Regions from separate parts of the Mus musculus genome. Here region 1 is linked to region 2. A link is a contact called in public HiChIP or PLAC-seq data. All regions are on one chromosome and are shown on one strand. The core of a region is the stretch at or near the end of the contact, and the rest is flanking DNA. Distances in the headings are between cores, read along the strand shown.

Region 1 (3,232 bases), core at 523-3,022, 410 kb before region 2:
GGACCTTGTCTGTGACTCCATCTTGTTTCAGAGTCGGCTTGCACAGCATCCATGCAGGAACAATTCAAAAGCTACTCTCTGGGAAACCAGTTGGAAAGCTGCCCCTCTGAGAACATGTCCTGGCGACAGCAAGTGTTCCACGCCGCGCCCCCCCCCCAATCCTGCTGGGACGCCTAAAGATGCCATGAACGCCGCGGGCAAGAGACCTCAAGGTGTCCCGGGTACCATCAGGGACATGGCCCAGTGAGGTGGGAGACAGTGTTCTGTGAGCCTCAGGTCTTCTCATCTACGGTTCCCACGAACACACCCTCGGTCAGGTAAAGCAGCTTTCTAAGCTTTTGCTGTTTTATAAAAGAGGATCTCATTACAGAGTCCCTGCCTGCTTACAACTCCTTATGTAGACCACACTGGCCTTAAACACACAGAGACCCATCTGCCTCTACATTTCAAGTCCTGGAATTAAAGGCCTGTGCCACCATGGCCAGCCAAAGCAGCTTTCTCTGGCTGAACTGCTATGTCCATACAGATGGTTGAGTAGCCCCAGTTCAGATGGGGGCTGTTTTTATCACTATTTGTGTGCACGACTCTTACTTCTCCTACCAGGTTGGAGAATCTAGGCAGATATATATTTTCTTTCCTTGTATTCCCACAGTGCTGTTTTTAACTCCTGCTTATCCATGTGTATCTGCCCTCGTGTATGTGTGTGTGTGTGTGTGTGTGTGTGTGTGTGTGTGTACCTGTAGAGGTGAGATGAGGTGTTAGATCCCCTGGAGCTGGAGTTACAATTTTGAGCTGCCTGATGTGGTGCTGGGAACTGAACTTGGATCCTCAAACCGACCTGGACTCATAATACAGACTCAGTGTAAGATCCACTTGCCTTGGCCTCTCGAGTGCTGGGGTTAAAGGCATGTGCCACCACGGCCAGCCTATGGTGCTGTCTCTTACCAGCACATAATACCATCTCTGAGTGATTACTCTGCGTTGCCCAACTCTGTTTTATGCCAACTGGACACAAGCTAAATGCATTTAGAAGAGGGAAACTCAATGGGGAAAATGCCCCAGCAGACTGGGCTGTGGGCAAGTCTATGGTGCGGTTTTCTTTATTGATGATTGATAGGGAGGGCCCAGCCCGTTGTGAGCAGTGCCACCCCTGAGCTGGTGTTCCTGGATGCTACAAGAAAGCAGGCTAAAGTCGTGCAGTGGTGGCACATCTCTTTATCCCAGCACTCAGGAGGCAGAGGAAGAAAGATCTACAGTTCTGAGGTCAACAGAGTAAATTCTAGGACAGTCAGGGCTACACAGAGAGACCCTATCTTGGACAAACAAATGAGTAAGTAAGCAATCAGACTGAGAGAACCGTAAGGGAGTGAGCCAGCACATAGTTATCCACCATGGCCTCGACTTCAGTTCAGGCCTCTGGGTTCCTTCCTGAACTCCTGCCCTGATCTCTTGGATGTGGAAGTATAAGCAGAATTAGCCGTTTCCTCTCATGGTTGCTTTGTGGTTAGGGTTTTATCACAGCAATGGGAACCTCAGATACATTGAAAATGCAAGGGCAAGAATCTGGGATGTTAAATCCCAAAGGCCAACAAAGCAACATAGTTGATATGCTGTACCAGGGTCTTGGCAGGGAGGCAGGTGGCCAGCAACTGCAGCAGCACTGGGCTGAAGGCTGCCCAAGACGTCTCAGAAGAGTATTTTGATGGGGAACGAGGGGCTGTACACATAGTGCTAGTGTATGGAAATCCCTAGGTCCCACCCCCAGAATCATAAAAACAAAACAAATGCCTGAATCATATGAAGGATGGAAAAACTGACCGATGGAAGTGGGAGGAGGGAGGGAGGGAGGGAATGAGCTGGGAACCCAGCCAGACCTTGATATGGAAGTCTGCAGGAAGTGTCCTGGAACCCACCAACCGCTTCATGAGGTAGCTCTTCCAGTCAGTAAACTTGGCATGGATGGCTGCAGAGACACCGGCAGAGACTGTTGACACAGACTGATCACACCTTCACCAACCCAGAGATCAGCTACACAGACATAACTATTAAGTTCTGCAACTTCAGGCCAGTGATGACATCATCTTATAAAACCAGCCTCTGGGAGCCAGAGAGACAACTCCCTGGTTAGATGCACTGGCTGCTCTCCCAGAGGACAAGGGTTCTGTTCCCAGCACCCACATGGTGATTCACAACATCTCTAACCCCAGTTCCAGAGGATCTAACACTCTTCTGACCTTCTAGCACACACAGTGAACAGACATTCACTACTCAGGCACACAATACCAACAAACAGGCTCTATAAATGCAAACTGTCCAGGGACTTCTAGACTGGGTAGGGAAGGCTTCTGCCCAGAGCCCTACAGGAGCCAGGATGGGAGCTTTCTCCTGAACTCACTCCGTGGAGGTACCAGGATCTTGCTGTTGATGGCACACCACCCAATGGGGTGGACATCCACAGTTCCCAAGTTGCACCAGAAGTCATGACTGGCGTCATTTTCAAAGCCTTCATATCGGAGCAGCACCCGGTACCCTGAAAGGACAAGGGACTTGTGATGTGGGGAAGGCATGGGACCTGTGACATCGGGAAGGCAGGTTCTCAGACTTTCTTCCTTCTCTAGCACCAGCCAGACTTCCTACTTCCTATCCAGGAACTCCTTCCAGGCTAGTGGGGTCCCCGACATACAGAACAAAACAATATCCACGCTGCACTCTTAGAAAGCATCCTGAGCTGGCGATTGCTCCTATGCCCTCATCATCCCCAGAATAAACCTTATAAAAAAAAAATCTAGGTGGTGGTGGTGCACACCTTTAATCCTAGCACTCAGGAGGCATAGGCAGGCAGATCTCTGAGTTTGAGGCCAGCCTATTCTAGACAGTGAGTTTCAGGACAGCAAGGGCTACACAGAGAAACCCTGTCTCAAAAAAACCAAAACCACCAACTAAACATTTAAAATACGTAACAAAACAAAACTAACTTTCAAGATTTAGCCCTGTGTTCTCATCTAAAGGAGGAACATCCCTAAGAAGGGGAGAGAAAGCTCATGGGTGACATTTTGATTTATGAAACCCATTTCACCCTCTAACACTAACCACCTACTAGATACGACACATGGCAAACAAATTTCAGACCCTGCCGTGGCCAGAACAGCACCCACCAGCTGCCTGGATGACAGTGGCGATCCAGTACACCCGGCTGGGGAGCACAGCATCGCTGTTGAGCACTTCCACCTTC
Region 2 (3,245 bases), core at 41-2,540:
TTTCATTTTCACAGACACTTCCCTTATAGAGACATTCTTCTGCCTCCAACTTCTTTCATTTCCTAGTACATCTTGGAAACTGTTTCACATGAGCAACCTAAATTGTTCATCTTTCCCCTTAATAACTGCCTAACACTCCATCGGACATTTGTCCAATAATGTATTTGAGGGACATCTATACTATTCCTAATTTCTAGTATTATACATAATATTATTAGGACCTTGAATGACATTTTAGCAACTTGACTCAACCTAAGAAGTCTAATGAGCAATGGTTGTTTTATCTATTGGTCATCTTTGGATGGACCCATGAAAGAATTCCTCCCAAATTTCAATACAAAGGCAAGATGGTGCTTCCCCCGTGACACTACAGTTTTTTTTTCGTTTATGTATTCTACATTTCCTGTGTTCGAATGTTCGTGTTTTGCTTTGGATTGCTGGGGTTTCCAAAGCCAAGTTTATGGATCACATTAACAACTGTGCAGGGCAGCTTACTGCATGGTTATGAGCTTCGTTATTTCCCTCCTCTGAATTCCTCTTCCCGTTTCTAATGATACCTATTTCATTCCTTGATATTATATATATATATATATATATATATATATATTTGTAAGCCACCTCAAACATTTGTATAACGGAGCAGGTAGAAATATATATGTGCATGAAAATGTCCCCTACCCCCATCCCAGTGCATGAGTAAACCATGAATACGTAGCAATGTCCATGGAGATGAATTGGACCTTTCTTCTGCCCAGGTGAAGTGGAACACCCAGTGCCCGCTTCCCTCCATCTTTTGTAGGATCCTTTGGTACCCGGTGCAGCCTGCCCAGGGGGTGGGGGTGGGGTGCTAGTTTCTGATAACTTCCGCTCCACCCTAATGCTTCCTGCCACATACAAGGTTAAGGGAAACACTGATCTGGAATCCCACAGACTGAAAAACCTATTACAAGAGCTGGGATAAAGGGGAAGAAAAGTGCAGGTGCCGAAGGCACGCTGAGGTGGCACATGGCGAGACAGAGCAGAGCAGAAGGAGCAAAGAATTCCTGGGGTGCCCTGTCACTAACCCCAATCCCACATTCAGCTGCACACCCCCGCCAGTCATTCCAAGCCACCCACCAGCGTTCTTTCGCCTCAGTAGGAGAAAGCAATTTGCATCCAACCAGCAGGATTAAGATAGATGGAGAGAGCTAGCTTTCTCATCTCACAAACCAGTTTCATCTCACGGAGGCCGCTGCGCACAAGGCAGTGGGGGTGGTTTCGTTGTAATGTGGCCTCTGCCGGCTGAGTTCCATATTTGTGGTTCATCTGCCTTAGAGGTGCCAAGTGAGTAAGCAGCTGGACATGCTGCAGTCTGGGGACTGAAGACACTTAAGCTTGACCCGGCTGGCTGCCAGGTCCTGCACAGGGCGGCTGTTTAAAGCCGGGGAGGCAGGCATGGCTCTGTTTTGCAATTATCTGGGGTGGACATGGGGCATCTGGGCATTTAGTTTGAAGAGTGCTATGGGAAATGGGATGCAGGACTCAGCATCCTGAGCCCTGCTTTGTCCCTGGGTTTCTCCCAGCATGGAGAACTCTAGGAAAGGGCAGAGCAGGATGTAGGATTCTTTCTACATTCATAGTTTGAGCTGAGAGCTCTCCAAGTCTCTACCTTTACCTACAGGGCGAGCATTCGCATTCGTAGGCTCACAGAACCATTAAAAAAGATTAAATAGTGATGTGTGTACTTTCAAAGCTCTTCCCATGTCCCAGGCATGATGCAAATGCTTGGCATACAGTAATAATGTATGTGTTGAGACATGTGAACATATGAGGAATCTTCACACCACCTTTACTAGTTATTGTCTGTGTTTTTCAGAGGAGGAAACTGAGGCCCAGAAACTGAAAGTAAGATGCACCTGTGCACAAAATTGGAATCAAATCCAAGTATCTCAGTGCCAAGAGTCAGGACCCTGGACGAATCTGCCTCAAGCCATGTCTGACACAGGAAGGCATACATCAAAGGTAAATCATTGTCACGGGCCTATGGATCACAGACTCTGGCTTTACTTGAGAGATGAGTTTTATACAGCCTGGTTCTACAGCAGCCCTGCCCTCCCTCAGTTTCCCTTCTTTTTTAAATCTTTGTTTATTTATTATATGTAAGTCTGCTGTAGCTGTTTTCAGAGACACCAGAAGAGGGCATCCCATCTCATTACAGATGGTTGTGAGTCACCATGTGGTTGTTGGGATTTGAACTCAGGACCTTCAGAAGAGCAGTCAGTGCTCTTAACCACTGAGCCATCTCTCCAGCCCCTCAATTTCCCTTCTTTTTGGGGGGGGGCGTGTTTCGAGACAGGGTTTCTCTGTGTAGTCCTGGTTGTCCTGGAACTCACTTTGTAGGCCAGGCTGGCCTCGAACTCAGAAATCCACCTGTCTCTGCCTCCCGAGTGCTGGGATTAAAGGCGTGCGCCATCACCGCCCGGCTTCAATTTCCCTTCTTGACACTCCCAGTGTGACTCTGCCCATGCACTGAGTACCATGGCCTGGGAAACAGTGCTCTGTTCTCAGCTATGTCTTTTCTACCTACCCAGCCCCTCCTTCTCAGTACTTACATTGCTCTTCATGGAAGGTAGGTGCTTGGTGTTTACCTAAGAGTTATTCTTCTGTGTTGAAGAGATGGATCAGCAGTTAAGAGCACAGACTGCTTTTCCAGAGGACCCAAGTTTTATCTCCAGCACCCACATGGTGGCTCACAACCATCTATAACTCCAGTTCCAGGGAACCTAATATTGTCTTCTGCCCTCCACTCGCACCAGACACACAAGTAGTACACAGATATATGTACAGGCAAAACACCTCTACACATAAAACGACAATCACAACCAAAACCATTAAAGTCTTATTCTTCAGAGCTAGGAAGATGGCTGAGCAGATAATGTGGTTGCTTAGCAAGCCTGGCAGTTGGAGTTGGATCCCCAGATGCCACATAAAGAGATTGGGAAGAAATTGACTCAAGCTGCCCTCTGAGCTCCACATGTGCCCTGTGGTGCTCATGCACACACCTCCCCCTCCCCCACATCATACACACACAATAACAATAAATAAAGTAAATAAGAATTAAAAAAAAAATTTATCTCTTTGAACCAAGTGAGGTGATAAACATCTGTGACATCAGCACTCAGGCAACTGAGGCAGGAGGATTGCAAGTTTCAAGTCAGCCAGGACCACATAGTAAAGTCATTATCTCAAAAAACCAAAGCAAGCAA

The links. HiChIP or PLAC-seq counts read pairs in DNA pulled down with a chosen protein or histone mark.
Region 1: a FOXA1 HiChIP or PLAC-seq map of pancreatic cancer cells shows a contact between it and region 2. The contact joins two enhancer-like sites. A contact is called at or near these places in 3 of 39 promoter capture datasets (the 3T3-L1 cell line, cranial neural crest and stem cell-derived epiblast-like cells) and 1 of 115 datasets of contacts at active chromatin or transcription factors (pancreatic cancer cells).

Annotation. Positions count from the first base shown.
Region 1 is chr15:81,675,556-81,678,787 of GRCm38.p6, reverse strand. L3mbtl2 (L3MBTL2 polycomb repressive complex 1 subunit) reads right to left here. Exons shown (of 17, transcript NM_145993.5): 6 at 3,156-3,232; 7 at 2,396-2,530; 8 at 1,875-1,963. Among named protein-coding and RNA genes, the nearest start is that of L3mbtl2, 13 kb to the right of the region's middle. Within about 2 kb of position 1,772, at least 8 of the 459 cell types and tissues checked have an H3K27ac peak or open chromatin away from gene starts, as enhancers often do. A contact at or near this core is called in pancreatic cancer cells, where this site is marked.
Region 2 is chr15:81,262,641-81,265,885 of GRCm38.p6, reverse strand. Gm52179 (a long non-coding RNA gene) reads right to left here. Exons shown (of 2, transcript XR_003951510.1): 2 at 3,091-3,245. Among named protein-coding and RNA genes, the nearest start is that of Gm52179, 3.7 kb to the right of the region's middle. Within about 2 kb of position 1,290, at least 59 of the 459 cell types and tissues checked have an H3K27ac peak or open chromatin away from gene starts, as enhancers often do. A contact at or near this core is called in pancreatic cancer cells, where this site is marked.